2 separate regions of the Triticum aestivum genome follow, and region 1 is linked to region 2. Evidence: chromatin contacts called from public Hi-C data. All regions are on one chromosome and are shown on one strand. The core of a region is the stretch at or near the end of the contact, and the rest is flanking DNA. Distances in the headings are between cores, read along the strand shown. Region 1 holds the start of LOC123180895. Region 2 holds the start of LOC123180894.

Evidence for each region. Hi-C and Micro-C count contacts between places; a contact is called where the count stands out from the background.
Region 1: a contact with region 2 is called in a Hi-C map of leaf, with 6 times the contacts expected there. The contact joins the promoter of LOC123180895 here to the promoter of LOC123180894 in region 2. A contact is called at or near these places in 3 of 5 Hi-C or Micro-C datasets (all in leaf).

The regions. Positions count from the first base shown.
Region 1 is chr1D:185,336,702-185,340,908 of IWGSC CS RefSeq v2.1, forward strand. It overlaps LOC123180895, which reads left to right and starts at 1,479. Exons shown (of 10, transcript XR_006491379.1): 1 at 1,479-1,827; 2 at 1,923-1,995.
Region 2 is chr1D:184,869,906-184,874,280 of IWGSC CS RefSeq v2.1, forward strand. LOC123180894 reads right to left here and starts at 2,003. Exons shown (of 6, transcript XM_044593078.1): 1 at 1,455-2,003; 2 at 933-985. The coding sequence starts at 1,797.

The DNA.
Region 1 (4,207 bases), core at 229-2,728, 470 kb after region 2:
TCAGGCTCAGATCTGCCAATCTTTTCGATGAAGACATGAATTCCGCCGAAGGGGACCTGGTACCCGTACTTGATTGAATCATCCTCGGGGCCCCAGCCAGCGTCGTCGATATAGAGCTTGTCGCGGCAATTCTTTGTCATCCTGCCAACGGCGTATCCCTCAATCCCTAGGAAAGAGCCCTTCAAGAACTCAAAACCACCATGCGTTGGCCCCATGGTGGGAGCCAACTGTCGTGGTTTTGTCACGGCATATGCCCTAGTGAAAGGACTTAGGTGTGAGGCCATCGCGATGGTGGTTAGCTTGTCGGGGTTGAGCGGGACGAGAGACGCAGACTTATCCAGGTTCGGCCCCTCACGATCGAGGTAATATGCTACATCCCGCTTTATGTTGTATTGCTTGAGTATCGATTACAAGGGAGCGGATTCGCTTGACCTAGCTATCGATTGATTGTAACTTAGTCTATCTGCCCTAGGGGCACGCCTTTATATACACGTCGAGGCCCCGAGCTTATAAGAGTTCTAGTCTTAATCGGACTCGTGACTAGATACATCCCTAACCCTCCCTACTCTCTAAGGAAGGAAACTCAGGGTGGCTTGCGCCTTCCAAGCCATGAACTGCCATCCGCGGTGTTGGGCTTAAGAGCCGGCCCGCTCAAGAGCTGCCCATCGGGTCTTCAATATTCACCGCCCGCGGCCCATGTTCCCCTCGGGCTATTGACTCGCCACTTCTATGACCCGACCAGCACACGGAGGGTCATATCCTGGGGTTATATCGCCAACACCTACCCTCAAATGGTGGAATATTCAATTTAAATTTAGGGACATGGTCATGATCTCGTACCTGAGGGGTGGTGGATAGTCGCAAACCCGTCAAGCAAATTACAAATTCTTACATGTTCTTACCAAGCAGCAGGTGGTGATCGGAAACTGCTGTAATCAAAACTCGTCAAAGCTTGGATAGAGCAATTGCTAGGTGGTGTCAAACGCACAATGTAGATGATATGTGAAATTGGGAAGGCTTAATATATGGTAGAAAAATGTCCAACAATAATCAATTCAAAGATGCAAAGTTGAATAAATGCTCAAGAATGATACTGTGCTAGTCCTAGGCTAGACCATACTAGAGACGTGAGCCTAGGGCACTAACAAGATCACGACGCGGCAAGTAAACAAGGGAGGATCACACTCTGGAAAAAAATCGCTCTTTCTTTGCACTTTTTCGCTCTCTCTTTTTTTTGCCCAGCAATATATTTTTAGGGAAAAGTTTACAAATGGTCTAAAAATTGCCTAGCCAGGATTTTCACATTTAGTTTTTTTAGTTTGGAACATTTTTCCTTCTATGGGTGGCACGAAGGTTGGGCGTCTGACTTGATCATGACACATACTATTGTGTGATGTGGAAATAAAGCCCATTAACAATCGCGGTAAGGGCGCCCGCAGGCGATGTCCACCTAACCCTTTTACTGTGTGAGGTCAAAAAAATTAAACCGAAGGAGAGAAAAAAAAAGAGAAACGGATCGTCTCCATTCACCACCACCCTGATTCCTCCCCCTCTCCCTCATCTGCCGCTGCCGCCACTCACCGGCACCCTCCCCCACAGCCGTCGCCGCCACCAGTGCCCTCGCCCACAGCCTGCACCCCTATCCTTCTCTCCTCCGCTCACCTTATCCCCACCACAGGCGAGCTCCTCCTCCCCCCTGCTCGCCCCAGATTGAGCAGCAGGTTAGGGTTCACGGCCACAGCGGCACGAGCGCTCCGATGCAGGTTCAAGCCGCTTGAGGTGGGTGCTCGCTGCGGCTCTTACCCTTGTGCTGACGCCATCGACAAGGTGCCCTCTCCATCACTTCTGTGTGTGTGTGTGTGTGTGTGTTCGATTTGGGGTTGGTCTTTTATTCATGAAGATCGATTTATTCTCTGTTACAGAACATATACCTCTGTTAGTGGAGCAGCCCCAACCCTAGCCCTTCTTCGGCCATGGCGACCTAGCAAGCAGGAGGTGCGAATCCCTTTTCTTATCCCCTTGTGTGATGCGTGCCTCTGCTTGTAGAGGCGTGGTGAATTTTTTAGTGTGTGTTGGCCATCGAGCCATGGCGTTTTCTAAGGTTTTATCTACTATCATGCCACATTTGTTAGTACTCGGAGAGTTTTATCTACTGTGAGGATTCTTGCCTTATTTATACTCCCTCCGTTCCGAAATGTAAGTCGCTGGAGGATTAGTTCCGACCAGGTGAAAACGGTGGAATTTACATCGTTGCCCCTAGTTTGAATCGGTATCCCCATCGTCTTCCTCCATCCGCGAGGCCATAGCCCGCCCGTTCACCAGGCCATCGTCCGCTCGCCCGCCCCTGCTTCTCCTCCGCCTGCCCCTGCTTCTCCTCCATGCGCCCAGGTCCCAGGCGCTCCCAGGTCCTCGCCTCCAGCAGCGATCCCTGGTCCTTGTTTCCAGCAGCGATCCCAGATCCAGGGGTGCCAAGGAGGCACACAGCAGCAGCAATCCCAGTTCCCAAGTCCAGCAGCAGCAATCCTAGGTCCCAGGTCCAGCAGCAGCGATGCCAGGTCCTTAGGGCCTTAATCCTGCTCCTTCTTGTTCTCCTGGGCGTGCTCCTTCTTCTCCTGGCCATGTTCCTTCTCCTGCAACAACAGCAACAACAGAGATAATAATCATACTGATCAGCAGCAGCAACAACAGCTGCTGGGTTCTTCTGCATGTGGAGTATGACAGCAGCAGTAGTAGTTTGACAACAGCAGCAGCAGTAGTTTCACAATAGCAGCATCATCAGATTAGCAACAACAGTAGTAGCAGATCAGCAACACATAAGGAGCAGCAGAAGGTTCTGGAGAACATGCTTTACCTGTAGTACCAGCTCACCACTGACAACGGCCTCGTCGTCTCGCCTGTAGAAGATGGTTCTCCTGGACCTCAACAACACTCCACCTGTAGAAGATGAGATGATTGAAGATGCAGGAGATGAAGATGCAGGAGATGGAGATATACTAAATGCAGGTATATTTCAGAATTTGTTTGACATGAACTACTCTGTTAACTGAATGGGAGTAGAACAATGCAGATATAGTACTAAATGCAGGAGTAGAACAATGGAAGTACACAATGAGGATCAAATAAAACAATGATCAGTTAAAGTTAAATACTCTGTTAACTCAAATGATCAAATAAAGCAATGGGAGTACACAATTTGACATGGAACGTTTTCAGTTAACTTTAACCGAATATTTTCAGTCAACTAATTTTTTTAGTTAAATTACTTGCAAGAGGAGTACACTACAGTAGCTTGCAATCCTCTTCTTGCAAGTCCTACACTAAACTACTGCTTGCAAGCACTACTGCTTGCAAGTCCTAACTTAACAGCAGCAATCACCATCAGTACTCCAAGTAATCCAAGAAAATTAATTGAAAAGGTTTAATCCAAGAAAATTAATTGAAAAGGTTTAATTGTAAGCACTACAAGCAAACATGCTCAAAAGAGAAGAAACTGAATCAAATGCATGCATTGCAATACTCTACTCCGGCAAGCAAAATGCTACTGCTACTCAGTTTAATTTTAATTAAAGAAAATTAAATCATTGAGGGCACAAGAGGAGTATTTGCAAGAGAAGAGAAGAGAAAAGAAAAGAGAAAACCCTACACTTAATTATGAGCAGCTAAGAGAAGATGACAGCAAGAACAGAGAAGAAGATACTCCTGCACTTAATTATGAGCAACTAAAAGAGCAACTAAACTATTGCAAGCAATCAAGCAAGCACTACTGCTACACTTAAATGGACTAGTACTCCATACATATGCCTACATAAACACATTTTAATTAAATTGACTACTGCATACATTTGCATACTAAAATTGAGAGCTTTACCCATGCCTCTGTTCAGTGCAACAACATTTGACAAGGCTCTGCATAATTCTGCTGTTGGTGCTCTCCTACAGGCTCTCCATCCACAAGGAAAGTTCAATATCCATGCTTTAACAAAACTAGAGAAACTACTCCATGCTTCATATGCAAATTAACAGCTCCAGTAAGATAAATAAGCATTCATTAACATTAGGAGTCTACTCCAACTCAAGCATTCATTTAAGGAAGCTACTCCAAAATTGTGAGATCACTAAAGTTTGCACCAGCATTATTCAGTCCATGAATGATGCAAACTGAAGGGACATCTGAATTTGACTAGATATCTTAGCTGAATCTGATTGA
Region 2 (4,375 bases), core at 753-3,252:
AACGAATTCAGGAAAATTACATCTTAATACATACTTCAATACATAACAACAGCAGCAGCAGCAACAACAAAGCCTTAGTCTCAAACAAGTTGGGGTAGGCTAGAGGTGAAACCCATAAGATCTCGCAACCAACTCATGGTTCTGGCACATGGATAGCAAGCTTCCACGCACCCCTGTACATGGCTAGTTCTTTGGTGATAAGTAAATTTAGATGCCCTGGAACCATTTATGAATACTATTCAGCATGCTTTACCTGGCAAGGTTGCAAAACATACCCAGTAGAAAGCAAAGAGAAATGATGGTATGAATATTCCAAGTTAACTGCTTCCGATCAGCATATGATTCAATAAATTAGAGAGTGTCTCAAAATAAAATGTGGTTGGATGAACATTTCATTGCAAACATGCCAGATTTCTAGCTATGATGTCTGCATTTGTACGTATCCACAGCCAGAAATGTGGAACCAAGCATACGAAAACGTACATTTTTTCAATAATCTATCCAACTCACTGTCCTGAAATTTTTCACCCTTCCTTTGCATTGCAAAACAAACAGCTACATAGAAGCTGTATGGTGACAATCTATTACACCATGAAATAAAGCAACTCCAGAACGTTGTAGCACCCCAAGACATAAGGGTGTTTGTATTGTCCAGTTTAGTTAGAGATGGTTGATCTCCTCAGAGGATGCAAACTTAAGAGGTAGAGACCATGTGTTACCCAAATGCAATTGTTCCCAGGCATTCAATCGATCCAATATAAGATAACAATTTTAGCTTGTAGCAATATTGCTATTAATTAAATGTATTCAATTAGCTATCTACAATCCTACATTATGAAATAGTTAGCTCAAGTAACACTACGCAAATACCAAGGGATTAAAAGACATGACACCACATATAAATAGCAACAACAATTCTTACATGACTTCACCTTGGGGTTCTGCATAGCAAGCCGTGTCCTCTCCCGAATCCGCTGGAGCGTCTCTGCACATGCAAGTTAAATTTAATAAGGCGTTACCGTTTCCTCAAATCAATATGCAACTCTTATCTAAGACATTTACTAGATCCATTTAAACCTTCATCGTTGCAGTTATCCCATGTTTTTCTGGAACAGAACATCTACATGAATTTCCTAAAAGGTGGCCGTTGGCATGTTGAGTTCTCACGTTGCTATCACACGGTTTCCACCTACCAGTACCAATCTCCCTCTTTTTCTTCCATTTTAATCAAAAAATTTCACAAAAGTTACTATTGAAGGATTAGGTGGTGTTTGATTCTCTAGTCCTAGGACTTTTTCTAGTCCCTACGACTTTTTGGAAAAGACTCTCAAGGAGTGCTTCTAAGGACTTTTAGCAAAAAGTACCACCCTGTTTGGTTTGCTATGGACTTTTTCTAGTCCCAACACAAAAAAGTCCCTGGAACCAAACACCCCTAAACTAGGGTGCAATCCTACCTGGGCTGTGCTTCCTGCCCTTGTTCCACGGCGTATTCCCCTTGTTCGCCTGCGATATCCGCATCCGCCTCATCATCTCCCTCTCGTCCACTGCCTCGCCGTCTTCCTCATTCCCCACACCGTCCTCCTCAGTCGGAAACTGGATTTCCAACGCCTTCGCACCGCGGTCCAGGGCCAGCGCAGGGTCCACCTCCGCTAACACCCTGACTGCGCCGGCGCGGCAGCGGGGCGGCCCAAAGCATATCACCCGGCGATGGGCGTGGGATGCGCAGGGCCACGGGGGAACCTGCGGGAGCCGGGGCCAGGAGGAGACCCAGTAGTAGCCCAGGAGCTGCGGCGCCATTAGACGTCTGTGTTCTTCACGGCTGATGGTTGGCCTAGCAGAATGCCGCCCACGTAGCGCGTGGAGACGTGATGCGAGGAATGGAGGGCGGCTGAGGGAAGGATTGGCTCGGCCGCGGCTGATGGAAGGATTGGTTCGGCGGCGGCGGCCGAGAGATAGTCGAGCGAATTGGTGACGTCCTATGCGGAGAACGTGGAGTGGAGCAGGGATAAGAGCGGCCGCAAACCACTCGGGTTGGGCCGAAAACCGCGCACCGGGGGCCATACCGGCCGAATTTCCGTCGTTTTCTTTACCTTTCCCTCCATTTCCCTAGTGCCGTCTTCCTTCTCCCTAGTCGCTTTCGCAATTCTTTCCCCCAAATCCGCCCGCCATATTGTCGAAAAAGTATGCGGCCCCTCGCCTAGCCACCGATTCCGTCCAACCAAAGTAGAGGAAGCCGAGGGCACCGATGGCAAGGCCCCCAGGCTTGTCGAACGCCCAGTGATCGCCGGGAGGCGATCACCGCTGACCGGCAGAACAAGCTCGTCATAAAGAAGGCCAGAGACGCGACGGCGGCGGAGTAGGAGGAGGTGTCTCGCGCGGGGATGGCAAACCTTCCGTCTCAACAGGCCGGCCGGTGCCCACAAGCCGCGTGGGGGAGCCAGCTTCTCGCCGCCACTATGGGGGTATGCGCCCTTGCCTGACTACGCCGACGGCGACGCGCATGGCGGCTTCAACCCCAACATCACCTTCCTGCATGGTGCGGCATCGCGCGCGTCCCCGTCAGGCTTCAACCACGACCCGCGCAATCCCTCCCCCGCGTTCGCCGCCGGCCTCAACACCCAGTACAACTACTCATCACCGACTTACTCAAGTTCGCCTGCGCCGTAGTGCCTTGCCCTTCGCACATGGCTCGGCGCCACACTTCAGCAGCACCGACGCCGACATGGACGAGATGATCACGAGCGGCTCGAGCACCGCCGCTTCGTGCCTCGGGTTCCGCACGCGAGACGAAACTCTTGACGCCGCCGTCGACCTAGAGGACGAGCTCGACGACGCCGAGTAAGAGGTGGAGGAGGAAGAACCGGCGGAGGTGGAGCCGGCGCCCAAAGGGAGAAAGAAGAAGCGGGCGGCCAACGCCAGGCCGGGCGAGCCTCGCGTCAAATGGACGTCCAAGGAAGACAAGTGCCTCGCCAAAGCATGGAATACCGTCAGCATCGACCCGATCACCGGCTCGAATCACAACACCGACACGTACTGGAGAAGGATCAAGACGGCGTTCGACGAGCGCAAGTTGGTCGACCCCGACTTCGCCAACATCCACATGGACCGCGGCGAGAAGGCCATGGTGACCATTGGGCGACCATCCAGGGCCCTGCAACAAGTGGCATGGGATTCAAGAGGAGATCGTGGCTCGCCCAGAAAGCGGCGCCAACGTCAAGGGTCGGGTATGGCCATCGATCGCCGGCCCAGTTCTTCGCCGTGTACTTCGCCGACACTTTTGTCTTTGGCTGTGCAGATGGTTCGGATGTTCAACATGTTTCGCCAGGGCAACAACGACCAAGAGTTCAAGTTCCTTCATGTGTTCACCAGGATCGAGTTGTGCGAGAAATGGACGGAGTGCCGGCTCGCTCTCGCCAAGGTGAAGGACGCCTACAACCCGGACGCGTCTGCCCCAGCGGCGGCAGAAGGGCGCCCTAATGGCAACAAACGAGCCAAGGCAGCGAGGGACGCAGCACCCGCTGTTGAACGGTTGCAATCGTCGATCGAGCAGTGCATCGCCGACGCCAAGAGGGAGGAGAAATCCGACGCGAGGTGGCCGGCGTTGATGACGAACCAGGACGTCAAGCTCGACCTTCTTAGGACCAACGTCACCGCGAAGAAGAGGAACACCGACCTAGCGTTCTTGAATGGGGCAGACACGTCGACGATGGATGAGCAGGTGAAGGCTTGGTAACTGGCGGACCGTGGCTGTCGTCTTGAACCAGATGTCGGGACCGGCGGCGATCACCGCTCCTACGCCCACTACGCCAACGCCGACGTCGAGCCCGAGCACTGAAGTTGTGCCCACGCCGACGCCAAGCCCGAGCACTGAAGTTGCGCCCACGCTGACTCGAGCCCGAGCACTGAAGTTGTGCCCCACGCCGACGCCGACCTCGGCCAGCCCTGCGACAAAGGAGCCTGCTGTTTTGATGAGCCTTGTGTCTATTGTTCCTACCCTTTTGATCGCCGGACTTTAGCTATGTTCGATCGCCGACCTTGTGGCATAATGATCACCGACCATGTGGCATGATGATCGCCGAACTGTGTTGTTTTTTTTGTAGCGGGAAAGTGAACTTTGAATTTTGATGCGTTTGAGAGCCGAAACTTGGGGGCGGGGATGGGAACTCGATCGTCCCCATGCCGAAAAAAACGCTAGCGCAAACGCTAAAAACCCTTCGTCAGGTGCGCTGGGGGACAAACGGCTGGAGATGCTCTAAGGCTAGTCATGGTGGGGATATATTACTATGTTCATCGTGTAAAGTAAACAAAGAAGTAGTAACATAGATGATTGCATTTATTAACTTGTAGACTCATATATCCTTGGGAAGCGATGTGT